2 separate regions of the Sus scrofa genome follow, and region 1 is linked to region 2. A link is a contact called in public Hi-C data. All regions are on one chromosome and are shown on one strand. Each heading gives the region's core, a stretch centred on a gene start, on an enhancer-like site or on the middle of the called end of the contact. The rest is flanking DNA. Distances are from core to core; before and after follow the strand shown. Region 1 overlaps FOXP1 (forkhead box protein P1). Region 2 overlaps FOXP1 (forkhead box protein P1).

Region 1 (5,850 bases), core at 89-2,588, 380 kb after region 2:
AGGGGGGGAAGATCACTCAGACAAATGAAACACAGGCTCCTTCCGTGTGATTCCAAGGGTCGGTGAGACGCAGGTTTCAACAGAGCAATGAGAAATTTCCCTCTCTCGGTGCAACATGTAAGCCACTTGCTCTGTAAGCAGGAAATGCAAAGGAAGTGTTTACTGCAACCTTGTAAACCAAAGGCAGAAAGCTCTGCCAAAGCAAACATCATGATGGCAAGGGCTTTGCTGCCCCAAAGGCCCTTCAAGTTCCCTTTCTGCCCCCACGGATGGGTGTCGCTAAGGATGTGGCAGGCGGGGGTGAGGAATTCTATAGGAAGAGAAACAGCCCAAGTCTCCAAAAAGCAAAGGTTTGTACCACGAGGACTTTCTATTCTGGTTTCAAATAAACGAAGGCCAGCTAATTGTTGGGATGGCACTATTTGAGACCCAAAGTAAAAATGGTCAAATAAGAAAATCTGTTTCTTCCCTTTGCTCATACAGCTTTGAAGTAATGTTTAAAATGATCACACAGTCGGTTAAAATGGTCAATTTCATGTTATGCATATTTTACTACAAAAAAAAAGAAATTTACCCTGCAGCGCCATGGAGGTGGGAAGAAAAGTCTTCCATCTGAGACAAACTATATGTTATGAAATTCTGCCTCCCCGTGCCTGGCATGCTCACTTCCAGAATCAAACACAGTTCATCATTTTAAGGAAGAATCTTTTTCAAAGTGGAAAATGATATGGTTTCTTCAAAAACCCCTACTTTCTCCAAGCCCCCCTCCTTCCTCCAAAACTGTGACTTAAAAAAAAAAAAAAAAAAAAAAAAAACAGCTCACAAAAATGTCATGAGCTCAAAACATGTATATAAAGGAAATGGTGAATCTGCATGAATGGAAGATCTAAATATTCCCCACCTAAAAAAATATAAAGTTTACCCAGGGCAAAAAATATCACATATTTCCAATTCCAGATTGGACCTAGTAAAGTTTCAATATTAAGAGTCAACTTTATTGACTGACTTCCTCTAGTTTAAAATTAGAAACCTTTTTCTTACTGTCCTAACCACCCACACCTACTGCCCCCGCCACAAAAAGTCTGATGGTTTAGACACAGGTTGAAAAAAAATAATCTATCCAACTAAACAAAGACCGCCTTTCTTCCACAGTGAAAGGGAGTGTAAGAATTTGCCAAGTGTTCCCCCAAGACACAATCCTACAGTAAATTCTCTGTGTCTCCAGGATGATTGATGCGATGGCATTCCCTTCTTTCATCGCTCCCTACCTTGTCTGGTTGCTGGTGAAAACCAGGAAGCCACAGACACACACACTTCGGCCTTTTGCTTGTATGGGCCTCAATTCTCCAATGCCAGCTTGCTGCCAATGTCCTTGTAGCCAATGGTAAACAGGCCACAGGGTTCAAGTTAACTGCGGAGTGTTACCACACTGAACATCTGGTCATGAATGAACGGATTGCCCACTAACTCTCAGCATTGGGCAGCTGATGAAAAATTCAACATTTTCCTTGTTGGCACAGTTGTTTTGGAGAATTCTCTAGAGCTTCCTGAATTATATTAAGAAAATTTCACTGCAGCAATCTATATCTGTGAGAACAGCTGGTGTTGAAAGGGATCTGCTGCTCTCTCCCCGTGCTGGGGGACCTCATGTTGGATGAGGACACTTTTACTACATTTGTCCTTGAAAACTCAGCCTCCGCTCTGAGGTACCGGAGAGAGCAAATGGCAGGAAGGCAGCTACCGGGTGATGGATTCCATGCACATGAACCTCTTAATTCGGTACGGTGGGGGCAGGCAGATCTATCACCCAGCTGAGAGGACATTAAGATCAAAACAGTACATGATGGAGATGTGTCTTGAAAAATATAGCCAAATGGTCATCAAAACTATTGCTGGGTTCTGAAATCAGGTCGGTCCCACCATGCCTGTACATTGGCTGAAGATTTTCAGTATAAAATAACAGTCCTTGGCAAAACCCAAGGAGAGGCGATGTGTCCAAACATTAGTGTTCCACCACATGACCGAGTTTAAACTCGGCAGGGCCCTTTATTTTACCTAATGGTGACACAATTAGAGCAAATCAAATGTAACATGTGCTATTAGGCTCAGGACGGAAAGGAGGCACACTGACAGAAGGGTCCGTGAAGGCTGAAGAAAAGAAATTCTCTAAAAATATAACAGTGGCGTTTAAAGAAATTAACTTGTTAATGGATATATGTGATATATTATTATTCTTTCTGGTCGAAAAAAAAAAGGAAGTGGTAAACTTAAGTCAAGCTAAATTTAGGCTATTATCTATGCAGCATAAATTTCACTTCTGTGTATAAATGCTAACTTGCATATTTCTCCATGGTAACTAAACTATGATTAAAACAACAGTGAAACCAGCCTTTAAAGCCACCTGTTTAACTAGGAACAACCTAATTTACAAAAATACTTAAACTTTGGAAATTTCATGGGCATCTATATCACGCTTCTCCCAGTAGAAAGCTCACTTTTCCATGAACATATAATTGCAATGTACTTGGCCTAGGTCGTAATCATTCTTTTTTTAACTAGTGTAATTTTTTCATGTATTGTTCACTCTAACATAAGTGGTATTTAAGATTATAAAGAATAAGACTCTAATAACTCTTTCCAAAAAGGAAGTTATTTTACCACTTGGAAGGGATTAATTTACCTAGAAAGTGTCTTCACATTTTACAAAAAGAACTAATGAAAGAAGTGAGGAAATTCCAAACTGAAATGACTATTTGAGATGGCAGGCCACATTCAAACTAATTTTTCTTTTTTTTATTGAGATAGCCTTGTAATTTACTAATGAAGAAATGGGCTATTTTATTGGTGAAATTAAAGAAATAATTATAATATGTCCAAGAATAGTAAAAACGTAGGTATAAGCAATATTTTCTTACTTAATTATAAAACATAAAAGTAGATTTGAATGTGAATCATTTTGAAACCTTAGAATTAGGTTTGGAATTTAAATACTGAAAACCCCTTGAACTTGAAACATAATCATAATAGGTCAGGTTTGGTGTGAAATTCATGACTCATATTCATGACACATATTCAGAAATGCCTCATACTAAAACTTTATTATAATCAAAAATTGATCCTCAGTTTTTTTGTCTCCTGGTCTTTACATGATGTAATGTCTAAGGCCACATTTCACACTGCTAAGTAATGATGACTGTATGAGACTCACGATAAAAAAACCTCATAAAATGTCACAATTTATAATTTTATGTATACTTGCTTCTCTAATATCACGTCCATTTGCACAGAGGATGCTAATTAGATAACAATGGTATTACTATAAAGTCTATAAAACCTGTCTTTAAAACCAAATTCTGTTAAAAATAGTCTTTTCAAGCTGACATAGCCCATTTCCAGGGTCATGTTTAAAATAATTAGGGGTATTGCTAGTAAATGTTCTAATAAAACTTGAAAATGATTTCTAAGCAAAATGCGAAATTTTCTAAAACTTAACAATAAAGTCTTCCAGTAATCTGAGATAATCTTTCCAAAGGGTGTCTATGAAATCAAAGAAGTGTAAGATTTTAAAATTCAAATTCCCTGGGGCCATTTATACGGCTCCTGAAAACTAATCTTGGAGAATTGGACCGATGGAATCTGTTATCCTATCTGATTCTCTGACGCATACAAATGCCCTGCTGGGCAGAGCAAGAGATTCTGAGATGCAGACACTGACAAAAGCCAACTCCTGCATCCAAAATGTCAACTACCGAGACCAAATCTCCACTAGAACTATCAGCTCCCAAAGAACAGCATGTCAACTGCTCATATCCACAAGCCCAAATCCCAGGTGCTCCCAGGTGATCAGCAGTTATTTTTGGAGGTATGGGATTCTGGTCTTATAAGAACTCTGGTGAGTCCTCTTTAAAGATAAGTTCTTTAAAACTAACAGTTAACCCTTCTTTTTAAGCTTTCTCATATCTCAAAGTCGGTCTGGCTAAGAGACGAGAAAGCTAGGAGACAGAATTCCATAGATGGTGACCATTTGTTTTAACATCCCAGGCCTTAAAAGAGCAGATCAAACACTTATCTATGAGTGTGAGCCAGTACCTGAGAACCATTTAAGGAATAAGGTAAAAACATCCATCATGATTTATCTGCTTGGTTTTTGCTAAGTAGTATGGCATCTTCCTAATGGCGAGGGGAAAAAAAATGCATTTTTTAAATTAAGAAAATTTAGTAATTTTTGTAGATAAGGTGATCAAATGAAGGGTTATCAGATATCTGGTATGTGGTTTTGCATTGTCGAGTAGTTGCCACAAGCTTTTTAAGTAATTAATTCACTACACCAAGCTCGTGTCAAAAAGTATTCTCAGTCTTATGGATGAAATGACTCGTCAAGGAAACAAAATAGCTCATCCCAGTAGAGTTGAGACTTGTCTTGGGACTCTAATTCCAGTGCTCCTTTCAGAGTTACCTGCTTAATCAGAGTAATAAGTGGATAAATCTAGGTAAAATCATCCTTTTCTTCCTTGGATAGCACCTGGAGACTGCTTCAATCATTCAGTTTATGACTAAACAGATTCCTGGTTCCCTTTTAGATCGAAAACAACAGCCAGAGCAATAAAGCTCAGAGATCACATGACTCTGACTTACAGAGCCCAAGATCATGCCCCAAGTAATTCTCCAGCCCAACCAATTTCTTCTCTCCACCTTACACACCTCAATCCAGTCACACTGGTGTTTTTTTCTCTTCCTCAAACCCTCCAAGCTCATGACACCTTATGGTCTGAGCACTGGTTGTTCCCAAGTCTAGAATGTGGATCTTCTGTATCTTTCAACTTTCTCCTGGCTGCCTCCCTCCTGCCATTCTGATCTCAATTCAGATGTCACCTCCTCTGAGAAGCTCGCCTGGGCTGCTTCCTCCAAAGGAGCCCAGAGGCACTCTTACTCTACCATCTCCTATCTCTGCAGAGCACTTTCCTCAAATTATGTTCTTTATTGTGTCTACCATCCAACCCTATGAGAATACCAGCTACACAAGAGCAAGGTTCCTGATGGCGCTGTAATCAGCTCTACCCCCAGTTCTTATGACTCTGTCTGGCATACAGGCAGCGTTTAATACATTTGTTAGATAAATGAATGGATCATATCCCACATCCTATCAGTCCCCAATAACGCAGCCTCTCTCCCTAAGAACACTCTTCCCTGTGACATGGCCAATGTGCCACACATTTCCTGGATGAATGGGCGAGGGAGTAGTTATTTATAAATTAGCTGCTTCAAAATGTGTTCTAAAAGCATTTCTAAAAAAAGAGGAACCAATATCCCTCTAATGATGCACTGAGGAAGAGACACTTTGAACCACTGGGAAAGAGAAATGGGTTACAAAATACTGAGTTGAGTTATATCAATCCTTTTCCTGTGAATTAATCATGGAGAAAAGGGAGCAGCCTGGGCTTCCAGTTAGGAAAAGGGAATGAGCGGGGTCGGGTCTTCCCTTGAACTCCAGTGCCAGGTTACACAGAACTTCAAATGGTGGCATGTCAGAGTGTCAAAGCATGGTGAGAATTTTGTGGCTTCAATGGAGGAACCGGCTATGTGGTACCCAGTGATCAAAACCAAGACCTAGCAGTGATGGAGTGCTCCTTCTGAGCCAGGCATCTGGGAAGCTCCTTCTAAACACCATCTCAATTAATCCTCACTTCAAGCCTCAGAAGCAGGCATACTACCATTATCATCTTTCTATAAAAGGTTACTTAATCTTCCTGAGGTGGGCCCATGGCAGAGCCAGGATTTGAACCCACAGGTCTGAGTAAAAGCCAAAGCTCTTCTCCCATTTGCTTGTGTGCCCTGAGTTCAGGCTTCCTA
Region 2 (6,419 bases), core at 534-3,033:
TTTTTGGCAAACTTGTCTAAACTTCTATTGAACATTCTAGAGATCACTAGAGGGCACTGTGGTATTTAGGCCACTCTGACCTCTGAGGGCTTGGAAAGGTCTTGAACTCCTATATAATCTCAGGAAGGTGAAAGGAGAGACGTTTTAAAGGGCAAAACATGGTTTTTTTGGTAGCACCCAGTCTTTATCACTGAAACAACTCAAAAGTGCATCAAAAGTGGGAAAGTCAGATCCATAAAAAATATTAAGCTCATTGTGCAAAACTCAAAGCCTGGTCACCTGGGATCTGAGCAGGTAAAACTTCCTCCTCCAGTTCTGGAGACTTAAATGGTGAGGCTGGAATTCTATTTGCATACACCCACCTTCCAGAAGGCTACTCCCTCTCCACGTGCTCCAGTGTCCCACACTAAGGAGAGGTAATTTCACTGCAGAACATTCAGCCTTGCAAGCCCAGAGCCACAAATGGGTTTGAAACAATTTATGATATCCGGCCTCCTTCGACATGTATTAGCATATACCTGGTTTCTTTAACATACACTTTGTTTTTCCAAAACCACAAACATAGTTGCTGGAATTTCATGTGGAAGTGCTTAAGGGGCTGGAAGTTAACACCTTTGTGATCCTTGCAGCCTCACGGTGGCTGCGAAACAAAAGCCTCTTTGTCGAGGCTTTCTTGAAATGTTTTCTTAACATGTTCCAAGTAGTTTTAGGCCGGGAACTAAAGTAAACAAGATGTTACCATGATAAAAACACTTGTGAAAACATTACAGGGCAGCGCACTTAGTAGTTTCTTTCACATAAAACTCTTCAGAGTTTTCAGAAGTGAAATCTGCAGAAGAAACATTTTTTTAGAAAGTGAGTTAGCAGTGTAATGTCCTCTCCTCTCGAGGTCCTCAGCACCTCGACCTTTTTTAAAGGGTCAGAGTTCCACCTCTGGGCCTTCTCGAGCAACATTTCTCTCCCTGTCTCCTATGAGAGCACATACAAAATTTATTTTGGCTTTCACAAGTAAGGTACATCTGACTAACATGCAAAGGAATTTGGGTTTTGATTGTTTTGTGTGGTGTTTTTCTCCATGAGGAACAACCAAAACATAAAAACAAAAACAAGAAAAGCCTAAAGTCCTATTAAATGGATACTCAGCAAGGATACAAATGTTATTAAAAAAAAAAAAAAAAGATGTTATACAAGTGACTGTTGAAAAGAAAAACTAGGGGAAATGGAAATATTTTACCCCAACGCACAAGAGTACCCAGTATTTGTGAAACTATGGGTCTGTGTCTGATTTTACATTCTAAGCTAGAAACAGGAAAAGGTGGTTGTGATTTAACCTTCAAATCCACTCCCCACCTTGCCCAAGAATGGCATGGGCTCTTTTTCAAAAAGAAAACGGCGCGTTCCGGCTGTGGTGCAACAGCATGGAGGGTGTTTTGGGAGCGCTGGGACACAGGTTCACTCCCCAGCCCCGCACAGTGGGTCAGGGATCCACCGTTGCCACAGCTGCAGCTTAGGTCACAACTGTGGCTTGGAACTGATCCCTGGCCTAGCGACTCCATATGCCACAGGGCAGCCAAAAAAGGAAAAAAAAAAAAAAAAAAAAAAAAAGAGAGAAAGAAAAAGAAAAAGGGGAAGAATTATAGCTCCTGTTTTTACTAGTGAAGACTATGTCTTTCTTCCACCTGGTTTAAAACGAAAAAAAACCTGATCCAAGCAAGGAGAGGCTGGGAGAACTCTCTGAGCTTCACCTATTTGGATGGTACAGGGTTTGTTTTTGTTTTTCTGTTATCAGAGGATTCCAAGCAATGCAGGGCCAGCGGGTGGATTTCATTAGCATGAGCTTGAGGACCTGCTGGTATCAGTTTCCTCCAACAAACACCACAGTCACATGATAACTCACGGTGGATAGATTAAAAAAAAAAAATCAACACTAAAACTGCAACTTGTTTTCAGAAGAAACAGGGAAATAAATGCACACAATAGCCTGGGTATCTGCTGATTCTGATAAAGCGTCCCTCTGTTGGCTGGGAGGGAGAGACAACAGGATGGTTATTTGTACAGGATTTATCTTTGAAATCAACGGCCCTGTGGTATACACCTCACCTTGGGAACAAACACTGCAGAAAGATCACAGAAGAGTGTCAAATCTCTGGTTCTGATTTACTAACAGTTATGATATTTCTTCCTCGGGAGGGAAAAAAATAATACAGGCTACACTTTTAGACCTATGAGCCCCCTCTCTCCCTTTCCCTTCTCTTAACCTCTCTCTCTGTTAACACTGGCATTTTATTGTCAGATGGGATTTTTATCCTGAACAGCTGATCCTGGCCTCTCTAAAAGCAACATCCTTCTGGCCTGAGCAACAGAAGATTGGAAAACAGTTACCAAGTCAAGTCAGTTACTTTACCCCTTTCATACTGAACCCTAAAAACCAGGTAGAAGAACCCAAACCCTATGCAAAGTAAAAAAAAAACAAAAAAACCCAAAACCCAAAACAGAAAAAAACCTGGTGAATAAAGCAGCTGTACCAGACAGGCATGGGTATTTTCCCGAAATATGAATAAAAACGATGAGGGCTTTGTGAATCTCAACTAAAATAACCCAGGAGAGCAACGCCCAGGGAAGGCGAAAATGTGGCTCAGCTAAAATCATAATGAGAGCAAAAATTTTAGCCCAGGTCAAAGGTCAGCAAAGTGGTCAAAGGGGCATAGCCACGCCCAGTCCTTATAGAGGGTTTTATGGCTGCTTTCTGTGCTACAGTGGCAGAGCTAAAAATGGTTGTCTTAGAGAGCGGATGGCCTCTAAAAGGCCATCATGTTTACTATCTGATCCTTTACAGAAAAAGTGTGCCACCCCTACCCTAAGGTCACATTCAACCATGTGGGACTTTTTACCAGAAATCTGTACTTAAAATTTTTATTAAAGAACAGCCTCTTCTGACACATCAAAGCTCTGCATAGTCACAACCTCTTCCCTAGGTACAAAGTCAGAAATGTTTGAAGAGTTGAAATTATTTGTCTTTAAAAAATACATGTTAAGGGAGTTCCCTTCATGGCACAGTGGTTAGCAAATTGACTAAGAACCATGAGGTTGCGGGTTCGATCCCTGGCCTTACTCAGTGGGTTAACAATCCGGCGTTGCCGTGAGCTGTGGTGTAGGTTGCAGACGCGGCTCGGATCCCGAGTTGCTGTGGCTCTGGCGTAGGCCAGTGACTACAGCTCCAATTAGACCCCTAGCCTGGGAACCTCCATATGCCGGGGGAAGCGGCCCTAGAAAAGGTAAAAAAAATAAAAAAATAAAAATAAATAAAAATAAAAATACACATTAAGTAGATAAGAAAAGAAGTATGGATGTTTTTCAGGAGTGCCTGGCACTTGCCATGGTGGACTTTTTAATTCTCACAACCCGAACTGCATGTGCTGATGCTGAGGCTCAGAAATGATACATAACCAGCTTAATGAATGCACTCATAGAAAGTGGCTTCACTACCCATTCTGCCTTTCAAGGGTTTTTTGGTACATCATGCCTTAAGCAGAAAGTATACAGTTAATAAAAGGAACTGCTTCTAACTAGGTGGTATTATATGACAGGAGCAAATACCATGAAGCCAGACTGCCTGGGTCTAGATCCTGACTCCACCTTTTTTTTTTTGGCCTTTCGGCCATGCCAATGGCATATATAAGTTCCTGGGCCAGGGACTGAACTCACACACAGCAGCAACCTGAGCCACAGAAGTGACAATACCAGATCCTTAACTCACTGAGTCACTGGGGAACTCTTTTTAAAACTGAAGCATAGGTGATTAACAATGTTGTGTTTTATATATATACATGTATAATGTCTTATACATAATGTTATACATACACTTAGTGTGTGTGAATATATATACATATGTGTGTGTCTATATACATTTTTTTCCATTATGGTTTAGCACAGGATATTGAACATAGTTCCCTGGGCTATACAGTAGGACTTTTCTTAGTTTATCTATTTTATATACAGTAGTTTACACCTGCTAATTCCAAACTCCTAATTTATCCCTCTCCCACCTTTCCCCCCCCTTTGGTAACCATAAATTTGTTTTCTCTGTGAGTCTGTTTTGAAAATAAGTTTATACGTTTGACTCTACACCTCTTATTAGCTATGTGACCTTGGGAAAACTACTTAAACTTACTGTGCCTTAGTTTCCTTATCTGTAGGTCAAGAGTAATACTACAATGTTATCACTATAAGGTGGTTGTATTAAATGAGTTATATATGTAAAACACTTGGAATTGTGTCTGTGGCACAGTTCAAGGCTATTTAGTTAAAAACTCTTACCAGGGGAGTGTAAAATTAGGGGGATTTAGAAGACAGGTGAAAAAAAAATGAAGCAACACCTAAATCAAAGTCAGAGCAGTATTACATTTTGTTGCATGTTCCTGTTGTGGCTCAGCGGGAACAAACCCGACTAGTATACACGAGGACATGGGTATGATCCCTGGCCCCACTCAGTGGGCTAAGAATCCTGTGTTGCCTCGAGCTATGGTGTAGGTCACAGATGCAGCTCAGATCTGGCATTGCTGTGGCTGTGGCACAGGACGGCTGCTGCAGCTCTGATTCAACCCCTAGCCTGGGAACCTCCATGTGTCTCGGGTGTGGCCCTAAAAAGACAAACAAACAAACTGTATTTTATTGAGTAAGACTGCCTTGAGAATCTAAGCACTACTAATGCCAATGTGCTAAAATTGAAGGAGAAAACCTCTAAAGAAGGATAATGGAAACGAAGAGTGGGCTCAGGAAAGGGGTGCTTTCAAAGTCTACGAATACAGTAGTTTGAGAAGAAATGCTTGAAACATGACTTCCTGGTAACAATGACTCTACTGGGAGATTATTCAAAGAGGCCACGTGGTTTTTGTTTGAACCACAAGAAGTTATGGTACCTCTTTCAGTCCAGTTCAATGGAAAGCAAAGTTGGTTTCACTTAAGCCAACATGATTACCCTTCAGATTGAGCAGAGATGTGGGAAATGTGAATTCACAAGAAGACTAACTTAACTTTCCACTACTTAAGGCAAGATCTTGAAACCTGAAGACAACTCTGAATTTCCAAGAGCGAAAATCATGTTGCAGAGAAAAATCAAAATCTTGAATTTGTCACGTTCGGCCAGTCAACGTGTAAACTCAGAAAAGCACCGAAAGAACTCTGAACTCCAACGGCTTTTTCTTATTCATCATTTACTCCCCCTATTCTGGTTTATAACATTCATTTTTTACTCTTGGGAATCAACTGGCTCATCTGCAGCCCCCATGTGGCTCCCAAGAGGTGAACTTTCTCTTCCTCTCTGAAGATGGGCATGTGACTCAAGCCTGGCTACCTCAATGTGATTGGTTCAAAGCTACAACACAGGACTCAAGTGGGTCGACAGGCTGCTGAGGACATTTTCCTGGGACTACTGGAAAGAGAGATGGATCTGGGATTGACAAACTTGTGGGACAGAATTCTGTCTTCTTCAGTTCCACTTGAAAAGAGCCCAAGAATGAAGGCAACACAGAGGAAGACAGAGCAAAGGGACAATGAACCAATACTTCTATAACCTTGTTCAGGCATCAGGGTCCAGTCATGCTTGCAGCCAGCTATACCACTAGACTTGCCAATTACAGTAACCAATTATTAGTCCCCATGCCCCACTTTTTTTTTTTTTTTTTGGCTTAAGCCAATTTAAGTTCCATTTCTATGGCAAATCAAAGTCTTCAGACAAAAATACGTCAATAAATAAGCACTAGGAAATACATAAGCAACAGCTTTAGGATGATACAGAGCATTCCAATTCCACTGAGCAAACATGTCATGCCATGTGCAAAAAACCACAATAAATAATAGAACGACAGGAATAAAAGTGGAAACTAAATAGGTGGTTTCCTATACAAGAGCCAGATTCCTAATACCTTTACAAGAGAAAAGGGCTTCTTTACAAAGGAATCAAGTCTAGGCTCCAATTCTAATGATTTTTAGATGCTTTTCTTTCAAACCAGATGTGGTTTGAAAGTGTGAAGTCTCCTTATGGAGGTATATCTGCCCTCCCCACCCCCACATACATATACCTAACTGTCGGCTCACGTAATAAACGGACCTATGATTTAAGGACTTGGGTAGAAATAGATTGGCTATGACCAAAACTTTTTAAGTGGGTCCAACTGGAAAACTGCCCTTTTCTCCAGTGACTCTAAAACTGGTACTTGTCACCAAAAAGGTTGACAGCAATTTTAGAGTTCTATAGAGTTTATAAAATAGATTATATTTATAGATGCCTATCAGCCATTCTATGGATGAGGGAAATTAGCACCAAGATATTAATCAAAGCTAGCAGTGGTGCAGAGGGTGAAATCAGAATTTAAAAGTGGTTTCTGCCAAGATCTTTTCTTCTCATTATCTAAATACAA

What was found. Hi-C and Micro-C count contacts between places; a contact is called where the count stands out from the background.
Region 1: a Hi-C map of omental adipose tissue shows a contact between it and region 2, with 1.9 times the contacts expected there. The contact joins two enhancer-like sites. A contact is called at or near these places in 12 of 47 Hi-C or Micro-C datasets (alveolar macrophages, embryonic fibroblasts, fetal heart ventricle and 7 more) and 2 of 2 datasets of contacts at active chromatin or transcription factors (alveolar macrophages and skeletal muscle).

The regions. Positions count from the first base shown.
Region 1 is chr13:52,778,348-52,784,197 of Sscrofa11.1, forward strand. All of the region lies in intron 3 of FOXP1 (forkhead box protein P1), which reads right to left. Among named protein-coding and RNA genes, the nearest start is that of FOXP1, 190 kb to the right of the region's middle. Within about 2 kb of position 1,339, at least 32 of the 83 cell types and tissues checked have an H3K27ac peak or open chromatin away from gene starts, as enhancers often do. A contact at or near this core is called in liver, omental adipose tissue and retroperitoneal adipose tissue, where this site is marked.
Region 2 is chr13:52,398,083-52,404,501 of Sscrofa11.1, forward strand. All of the region lies in intron 12 of FOXP1 (forkhead box protein P1), which reads right to left. Among named protein-coding and RNA genes, the nearest start is that of FOXP1, 570 kb to the right of the region's middle. Within about 2 kb of position 1,784, at least 27 of the 83 cell types and tissues checked have an H3K27ac peak or open chromatin away from gene starts, as enhancers often do. A contact at or near this core is called in liver, omental adipose tissue and retroperitoneal adipose tissue, where this site is marked.